2 separate regions of the Sus scrofa genome follow, and region 1 is linked to region 2. Evidence: chromatin contacts called from public HiChIP or PLAC-seq data. All regions are on one chromosome and are shown on one strand. The core of a region is the stretch at or near the end of the contact, and the rest is flanking DNA. Distances in the headings are between cores, read along the strand shown.

Region 1 (4,103 bases), core at 1,469-3,968, 94 kb before region 2:
TCTTTTTTAGATCAGGAACCTCTAAAGTTCTAAAGATGGATGAACAAGAAGGTCTCATTTGGTTACTGTGCTGTTTAGTTTGGAGTTAAGCTAGAACTAGCCAGCCTGCTCCAATCTGGCATTTCTGAAGCATGAAGTGTCATGTTCTGCCCACTTGGCTGCAGACGCTGTGCCCTTTTCTAGGCACTGGGTGGTTTCTGAACCACACTAAGCAGCAGGGCCTTAGAACCTCCAGCCTTGATTTCCTAGAAAAGAGCCTCAGCCGGGTGCCATGTCTGAATTCTACGTGGGCCATCGGGAGCGTAAGGACCTTCCCTCCCGGGGAGACTGCGGCTGTGTAGCGGGAAAGCCTAGGTAAGGAGGACTCCACCACACATTAGCCCTGTGGGAGGCGCCTTAGTCAGGTCAGCTAAATTTTGCCGGAATCACCCTACACATCTCAGCGGTTTACAGCAGAACCTTCTTTCTCACCCATGCTACAAGCCTATTGGCATCCCGCTGGCACCCCGCTGGCACTCCATCATGTGTCCTCTCAAGGACCACGGCTCTTGGATACAGTGCTTTCTAGAATACCAATGGTCATCACGACAGCGGGGGAAAGAGAAGCCAAAAAGCCACGTCCTAGCTCTTAAAACTTTACCTCAAGTGACATGCGTGACTTCTGCTCACCTTTCAAGGGCCACAAGTCATAGCATCACATCCATGTACCACAGAGTAGAGGTGTGTATTTCTCCCACAGAGAGGGGCCCTGACTATTTGGGACAATAATACAGTCTTTGATGGAAAGCAACCAATTCTGCCTAAAACAGCAGTCGTATGCTGTTTGAAGTCTGACAAAAAATGACGGTCAGAAAAGATCTGAAGGAAGCTGCCATGTGGGGAATTGTATTTTCTCCCCTGAAATGATTTCATGCTTGTTGGAGCCATCATATTCGGAAATCCTTTTGCTGTCCTCAAATATTGATAAGTAGGACCTGTTTAGTCACATAGCTATTAGCCGCATCACTCCAGAACGCCCTGGCATACGCCTAGTGGTGGGCTGAATTTTCTCCCAATTCCTATCTCTGATCCCCCACCTTTTTTCCCACTTCCTTTCTTCTCTGAGCTCCAAAACCCTGTGACTCCTCCGTGGTCACCTAAGATTTTCATACTCCTTTCTCAAGAGACTGGTAATTTCTACTTATGGGATTTTCGTGCTATTGGTCCAGTAGAGCAAGGGGGTCTTAGGAAGTCTTTCCGTCTGAGGAGCTGAATTTCCACCACAGATGTGATTCACTGAGAGAGATTAGCATTTTTTCTGTTCTTCATCATTACTGAAACATTTTTGATATTCAATCATCCGGCCAGAAAAGCAATGACTAAAAATCACAGCTATTAAAGCAGGTTAGGGGAGTTCCCATTGTGGCTCAGTGGGTTAAGACCCTATATAATAGTGTCCATGAGGATGCAGGTTCAATCCCTGGACTCAATCATTGGGTTTAGGATCTGGTGTTGCTGCAAGCTGTCGAGCAGGTTGCAACTGCAGCTCTGATTGGACTCCTAGCCCAGGAACTTCTATATGCTGTAGGTGTGGTTGTAAAAAGAAAAAAAGAAGAAAAAAAAAGTGCTTTGAAGAAAGAAATACCTGAGGTCTATTTGGTACTTTATTACTGTTCTTTGGGCCAGTCCCGGCTCACTCTTACTCTGTATGCCTAGATCATATCCCCAAGTGTCTGTCCTACTCCTGGAGGGGGAGGCAGTACCCTCTCTTGTGGCTCTGGGATGTGTCACCAGCAGCCATCAGAAACCTTTCCTTGAGGGAGGTTTTTCTGTTTCCTTGAAGGGATGTTTCTGGGCCACAGCCACAGGCAGCCTGTCACCCACCTGGCAGGGAGAGCGCATGAAAAAGGCAGCCTTATTCACTTTTTTTTTTTTTTTTTTCTTTTTGCCTCCTTATCAACTGGGACAGTTTGTTTTTCCCTCTGACTCCTGGATACAGAATTTCAGGACTGAAAAGGGGCCCCCCTGCTGTTTCCTTCAAGAGACAAAATACAAAGAGTGTAGCTACTGACAGAGCATCATTACATTTCAGTGCGAAGAATATTTATAATTGTGTTTTCCAATCAGACGTTTTCCCAGCCAGTTTATTTACCCTGTTTTTGATTTTGAGGCCCATTTCCTACTTTGTTTTGTTTTGTTTTACTGGCCTTAGCGGTGTCTTTTGTGAGCGGGTAATTTGCTCTCTGGTCTCTTAGCAACCAGGAACTTTTCCAGCTGAATCAGACCTTGGAGTTGCAAAGTTTATAATGAACCTGCTGAAGGACAGTATCTCTCCCAGAGCCAACAATTTTAAACCAATGTTTGAACAAGAAAATTAACCGGGGTTTCCGGATACCTACGCTCTTAAAGGCAACGTCAGACGAAACACGCGTCCCTGGGTCCTGGGCCCAGCTGGCCCAGTTTTTGTCCTCTGCTGTGGCACCAGCCACTTCCGCTTCTCTGCTCCTGGGCTGCTGTGAAGCAGAGGGAGCCTGCCCGGAGAGGGAAGGACCGTGCCCTCCCTGGAGGAGGTTGAGTTGGAGGTCCAGGAGTGGCGGGATCACGTGTCTCCATCAGTTTCACTCCCTGCAGGTTGATTTCGTGCCCACAGTGGGGTGAGGGCGCTGGCTGGGAAATGCAGGGAGAGCTCTCAGGCTAGTGAAAGACATCAATAAATCACTTCCTATCCAGAGCTTAGTCTGACGTGTGAGATCTAAACAAGGACGACTGGAGGACGGAGGAGAACTTGGCCAGGGGAGTGGGGTGAAAGCTTGTGCCAGTGACCGCCCTGGAGGCAGGATGGAGAGTGGGTGAGGAGGCGGGGCCACCTCCCTCCACCTTCAGCAAGGATGCGGGGTGTCACACCCTCCTGGCATAGCTCACTCGGGGGCAGGGAGCCCCAAGCTCAGTTATTAGCCAGTGTGAGTGTTGACTAATGCTTGGAGTTACCTACGGCTGTGTGAAAATAACACCCCAAAGCTTAAGGATCCAAAACACCGCTGTTTTATCGTGCTCTCAGATTCTGTGGGTCAGGAGGTACAAGAGGGCAGGGCATGGCTCTTCTTTGCTCCTTGGTGTCTGGGGCTTCAGGCGAGAACTTGAATGGTGGAGGTGTCTTCAACCGCTGGGGTCTGGACCACTTCGAATCCAGTTTCTTCACTCATAAGTCTGGCAGCTGGGCTGGGCTGGCTAATATCTGCGTGTGGCCTCTTTGGCAGGGAGCTCTCAGGATCGTTGGATTGGAGGCTCGAGGCTCAGGGTTCTAAGAGCAAGTAAAGTGTCTCCGAGCGGGAGGCAGAATTGCATGGTCTTTTGCGTCCTTGTCTCGGGAAGCTACGTGGCTTTGCTTCCATACCCCCTATGGCTACAGCATCAAGGAGCCACCCAGATGAAGAGCAGGAGACATAGACCCAACTTTCAACAGAAAGAGGTTCAAAATATTTGCAGTCATGCTGAACTCACCATACAAGGAGCCAGGGGTCCTGACTTCTTGTCTGACTCTGCCTCTCACTTGCTGTGTGACCTTGGGTTAGCTGCTTCTCCTCTCTGAGCTCTGGCTTCTTCATCTATTCAGTGAGGGGTCACCAGGTTTATTTCAAGTTCCTTCTCAGGAGCAGCAGCATGGCAAATGCTCTTTATTACCTATTGGTTCCAAGTAGGCTTATTATTTTTCTTTTTTTCTTTTTAGGGCCGCACCTGGGCATGTGGAAGTTCCCAGGCTAGGGGTTGAATGAGAGTTGCAACTGCTGGCCTACACCACAGCCATAGCAATGCGGGATCCGAGCTGCATCTGAGATCTATGCTGCAGCTTGCAGCAATGTCCCAGATCCTTAACCCACTGAGCGAGGCCAGGGATTGAACCTGCATCCTCACTGACGTGATGTGGTTCTTAACCTGCTGAGCCACAATGGGAGCTCCCCAAGTGAGCTGAATTTTAACTATAGGAATGGACCTCCAGTTGAATCATGTGCATAACTGGGTAGATATGCTTGTTAGAATTTTCATGCTATTGGAAACTTGAGGGAACCTGGCCTAGCACCCTCTCTAAACTGAGGTTTAGAGAGGCTGAAGTCCAGGAATAATAT
Region 2 (4,177 bases), core at 288-2,787:
CAGGGCTAAAGCTGCGGCATATGAAAGTTTCCTCGCTAGGGGTCAATTTGGAGCTGTAGCTACTGGTCTACACCACAGCCACAGCAATGCCAGATCCAAGCCACATCTGCGACCTACACCATAGCTCATGGCAATGTTGGATCCTTAACCCACTGAACGAGGCCAGCGATTGAACCCGCATCCTCGTGGATGCTAGTCGCATTCTTTATGGCTGAGCCACCACAGGAACTTCCCGACACATTCTTTTCTCCTTCAACAAACATCTATTGAATCGACTCTGTGCTGGGCACTGCCCTATGTGCTGGGAATGAAACAATGAACAAGACTGTGCCCTCAGTGAACCTGCATTTGAATGGGCAAGCTCTGCCCTTAAGTAGCCAACTTTATAGCCCGGGGGAAGCCAAGGGGCGCTGCTTTTAAAAAAGGCTAATGAGGTCTGTGGCTTCAGGTAGATGAAAGGCAAGCAAGATGCCACTTCAGGTCATGGAAAGACAATCCCTGGGGCTGGATGGAAGCCAGAGCTCAGAGCGAATGTCCTTACAGGGCAAGGGTGTCCTTGTTAAGCACATCTGACCCCCTGGCGTTTGCATGATTGGACTGGGTCCCCAGTAAGAAAGCCTAAGCTCATCTTACTTCTCCAACAGCAAGCTTCGTCTGGTAGATCTTCAGTTAATTTCTGTAGAATTAAGTCGACTCTCACCAACCTTTCATCAGGATGTAACCTCCCCAGAAGCTTGGGAGATGAAGGGCGAGCTGGCAGCCCAGTGGCATCTTGGCTGGGGGAGGGGGATAACGTTGCCTTGTTTAGATGCCGGGGATTATTTTAGAGTGTGTGTCACTTGGCTCTGTCTGCTGGAGCCAGCCTTTTCTGGGAAGCTGAAGAGTGGATCTCATCTAGCTTATCATATTAATACCCCCTGAACTCCTACACCCCCGGGCTTTGGGAGTCGGAATGCCTCTGATGCAAAAGTACTAAACTGCTGGGAAATGGGATGTTTGTCAAGGGATGGAAGGCTGGGTCCGGATGCCACGGGCTCCCCAACTTGGTGCGAGGCCCTTGGAATCAGCTGAGTGCCACAATCTCTTGGGGTCCCTTTCCGCTTGGCCACTCCCTTTCTGAGAACGTTTCTCTCTCCCAGGCCTTTGGCTGCTGCCTGTAGGCTGCTCCCTCTTACGAGGCATCCTTGGCCATCAAATAGGCTGCTGTGAATCAGCAGAATTGGCCTTCGGCTTTGGTCTTTGGGGACAGCTGCCTACCTCGTGTGTTTTTGCAGGCTCCCGGGAAAGGGATTTTTTCCCCTACGCATGTCCCCGAAATACCTTCTCTATCAGCCTTTGGATGTTGGGGATGGCTTTCCTGTGGACAAAGCCTTCCATTCCACAATGAGGGCCCCAAATAGAAATGAATGCACATGTGTTTGGCATCGCCCACAACAAGCTGTTCTTGGCCTCGCGCTCCTGCTCGTGCTGTGCCCTCTGCCAGGCATATCCTCCCTATGCCCTCATTTCCCCTACACTGATCCTTTAAGAGGCAGTTCAAACGTTTCTTGCCCTAGGGTGTGTTGTAATTGGTTTCTCTCGATTGCAAGAAACAGACTCACTCAGACCCAGGCTGGTGGGAGAGGGGTGAGGCAAGGATAAAAATAGAAGCAAGAAGGAGGATTGGACGCCTGGACATTCAGGAGAAGGAGACCTAACTATCCGTTCCTCCAGGGTGTCTGCCCCGCAGAGACTTGGAGCTTGAAAGCAGGGATTACGCTTTACTCATGCTGGAAACCTCAGACCTAACACGGAGCCCAGTACCCAGGATACACCCAATAGATGTCTGTTGACTAAATGAATGACCAAGTAATTAAATCCTAAGTATGGGTAGATGATGTCAGCTTTGTCTTTGAGGTACCGATAGTCTAGTTGGAGAACTTGAAAGCAAATGAACATGAAATAATATTAAGAGAGAACCAGTGCATAACAATGGTTAAGACCTGACCCAAAACTTGCAAGATGAATACATCAAAGGAGCCTTAGGGGCAATGAGATTTAGTTAGCAAATAGCCCTGAGAAAGACTTTAATTCACACTAGTGTGCCACTGACTGATGTTAGACTTTTTCTGAGTGCAGGCTTTTTATCTTTGTTCTTTTTAGGGCTGCACCTGCGGCATATGGAAGTTCCCAGGCCAAGGGTCGAACCAGAGCTGCAGCTGCAGGCTTACATCACAGCCACGGCAATGTGGACCTGAGCCACATCTGCAGCCTACGTGGCAGCTTGCAGCAATGCCGGATCCTTAACCCACTGAGCAAGGTCGTGGATTGAACCCGCAGCCTCATGGATACTAGTTGCATTCTTAACCTTCTGCGCTACAACGGGAATTCCAGAGGGCAGACTTTTGATGGGGAAAATTGAATTAGTGTACAGTTTCCTATAGGGTCTCATAAAGGACAGCCAAGGATGGCAAAGGGGAAGGTAGGGGCACAGAGACAAATCTCAAGAGGTCTTGTACGTGCTGGGCTGGGCTGCAACAGTGGGGTGCATTAGATACCACCCCGACTCCCTCAGGCGCATGGTAGTGGATCAGTGATCCCCAGGGGTCTAATCAGATTGGCAGATCCAACAGAAAGAGCAAGGCTGTGCCCTGTGTCTGCTGAGGGAGTGCCTGCTGCTCGTCGTGAATTAACAGGAAGACTCTGGGGTGGCCCTCAGGACTCCACAGTGAACCACAAGGGGCAGCCCCACACTTTCCGATTTCATCAGCTTAAATCAAAGGCCAAGAAAGAAGAGGACTTTGCAGCTCTCTGTCTTAGAGACTGGCCCCGGGTGAGTTCCATACCATTCCTCCTTTTGGTTGGATGTGTTTCTCTGAAAATTCTCACCAAATTTGTAGCCCTTGGACAGGCTCTACCCGCTCTCCAAGGAGAAGCGGTGAATGGTTGTGAGCGATTCCTAGGGTCTCCTCTCACGATGTTTGGTGTCCATCCCAGCACTTGGAATTTCATCTTTTCTTCTACTTGAAATGAAGTAAGTGGCAACTCAACCGAAGCCATGGAGCCCACAACCCTGCTGAACCCACGGAGCCTAACTAGGCTCAGAAAAAATTCAGCTTTTCTCATATTTGTGCAGTGTCTTGAGTTTAACCTGTTTGCCCACATATCCTCCTTTTCTTCTTTTGCTTTTTACTGATTAAACAGCCTTTCGTGGAGAGCTTATTATATGTGAGCACAGTTCTAGGCATTTTAGCATATGGGTTGGGCAGCTGGTAACCGAATGTTCACCTAATTGTGGCTTAAGCAATTCAGACACCCATCTCATGAAATAAGAAAGAAATCCTGGGCAGTTCCCATTGTGGCCGACTAGTATCCATGAGGATGAGGGTTCGATCCCTGGCATCGCTCAGTGGGTTAAGAATCTGGCATTGCTGTGGCTGTGGTGTAGGCTGGCAGCTGCAGCTCTGATTCAGCCCCTAGCCTGGGAATTTCCATATGTCGTGAGTGCAGCTGGAAAGAAAGAAAGAAAAGAAAGTCCTGGGCTGGAATCTCCAGAAGCTGCCAGCTCCTCAGTGCAGCAATGTCACCAAGAACCCAGGTTTTTGGCATCTTCCTGCTCTGCTATTTTTGATGTGTCAGCGATATCTCCCATCAGGGGGCAATGGCTGCCCATCCCCCTGGCAGTATCCTAATGCCCTAAGACAGGAGTAAGGCAGGTCAGAGGCCCTCACCTCTCTTCTTATCAGGAAAGAATATTTTCCCCAGCAGCGCCCTGCTGACTTCTTTTTATGTCCCCTTGGCCTTACCCAGGCCCCATGTCCGTTTCTGGACAATTCACAGGCTGATGGAAAAGGGATGCTAAAAATGACCACTGTGAGCCAATGATGATGCATCATTCACAACAAAGGCAGTATAGCATCTCCAATAAGAGCACAGACTCTGGAGCCAGATGGCCTGAGTTCAAACCCTGGCTCCACCAATTCTTTTTTTTTTTTTTTTTTGGCCATGCCATGGCATGTGGAAGTTCCCAGGCCAGGGATCGAACCAGTGCCACAGCTGTAACCAGAGCCACAGCAGTAACAACACCAGATCTTTAACCCACTGAGCCACGAGGGAACTCCTCCAATTCTTAATTATATATCCTTGGGCAGAGTGCTTAGCTTTGCTCATTCTCAGTTTTCCCATCTGTAAAATGGTG

Evidence for each region. HiChIP or PLAC-seq counts read pairs in DNA pulled down with a chosen protein or histone mark.
Region 1: an H3K27ac HiChIP or PLAC-seq map of skeletal muscle shows a contact between it and region 2. The contact joins two enhancer-like sites. A contact is called at or near these places in 4 of 47 Hi-C or Micro-C datasets (heart right ventricle, psoas muscle and skeletal muscle) and 1 of 2 datasets of contacts at active chromatin or transcription factors (skeletal muscle).

What each region holds. Positions count from the first base shown.
Region 1 is chr7:36,301,231-36,305,333 of Sscrofa11.1, reverse strand. The region is part of intron 1 of LOC106504407 (a long non-coding RNA gene); the gene reads left to right. Among named protein-coding and RNA genes, the nearest start is that of TSPO2, 44 kb to the left of the region's middle. Within about 2 kb of position 2,718, at least 18 of the 83 cell types and tissues checked have an H3K27ac peak or open chromatin away from gene starts, as enhancers often do. A contact at or near this core is called in skeletal muscle, where this site is marked.
Region 2 is chr7:36,205,746-36,209,922 of Sscrofa11.1, reverse strand. No RefSeq gene overlaps it. Among named protein-coding and RNA genes, the nearest start is that of TSPO2, 140 kb to the left of the region's middle. Within about 2 kb of position 1,537, at least 3 of the 83 cell types and tissues checked have an H3K27ac peak or open chromatin away from gene starts, as enhancers often do. A contact at or near this core is called in skeletal muscle, where this site is marked.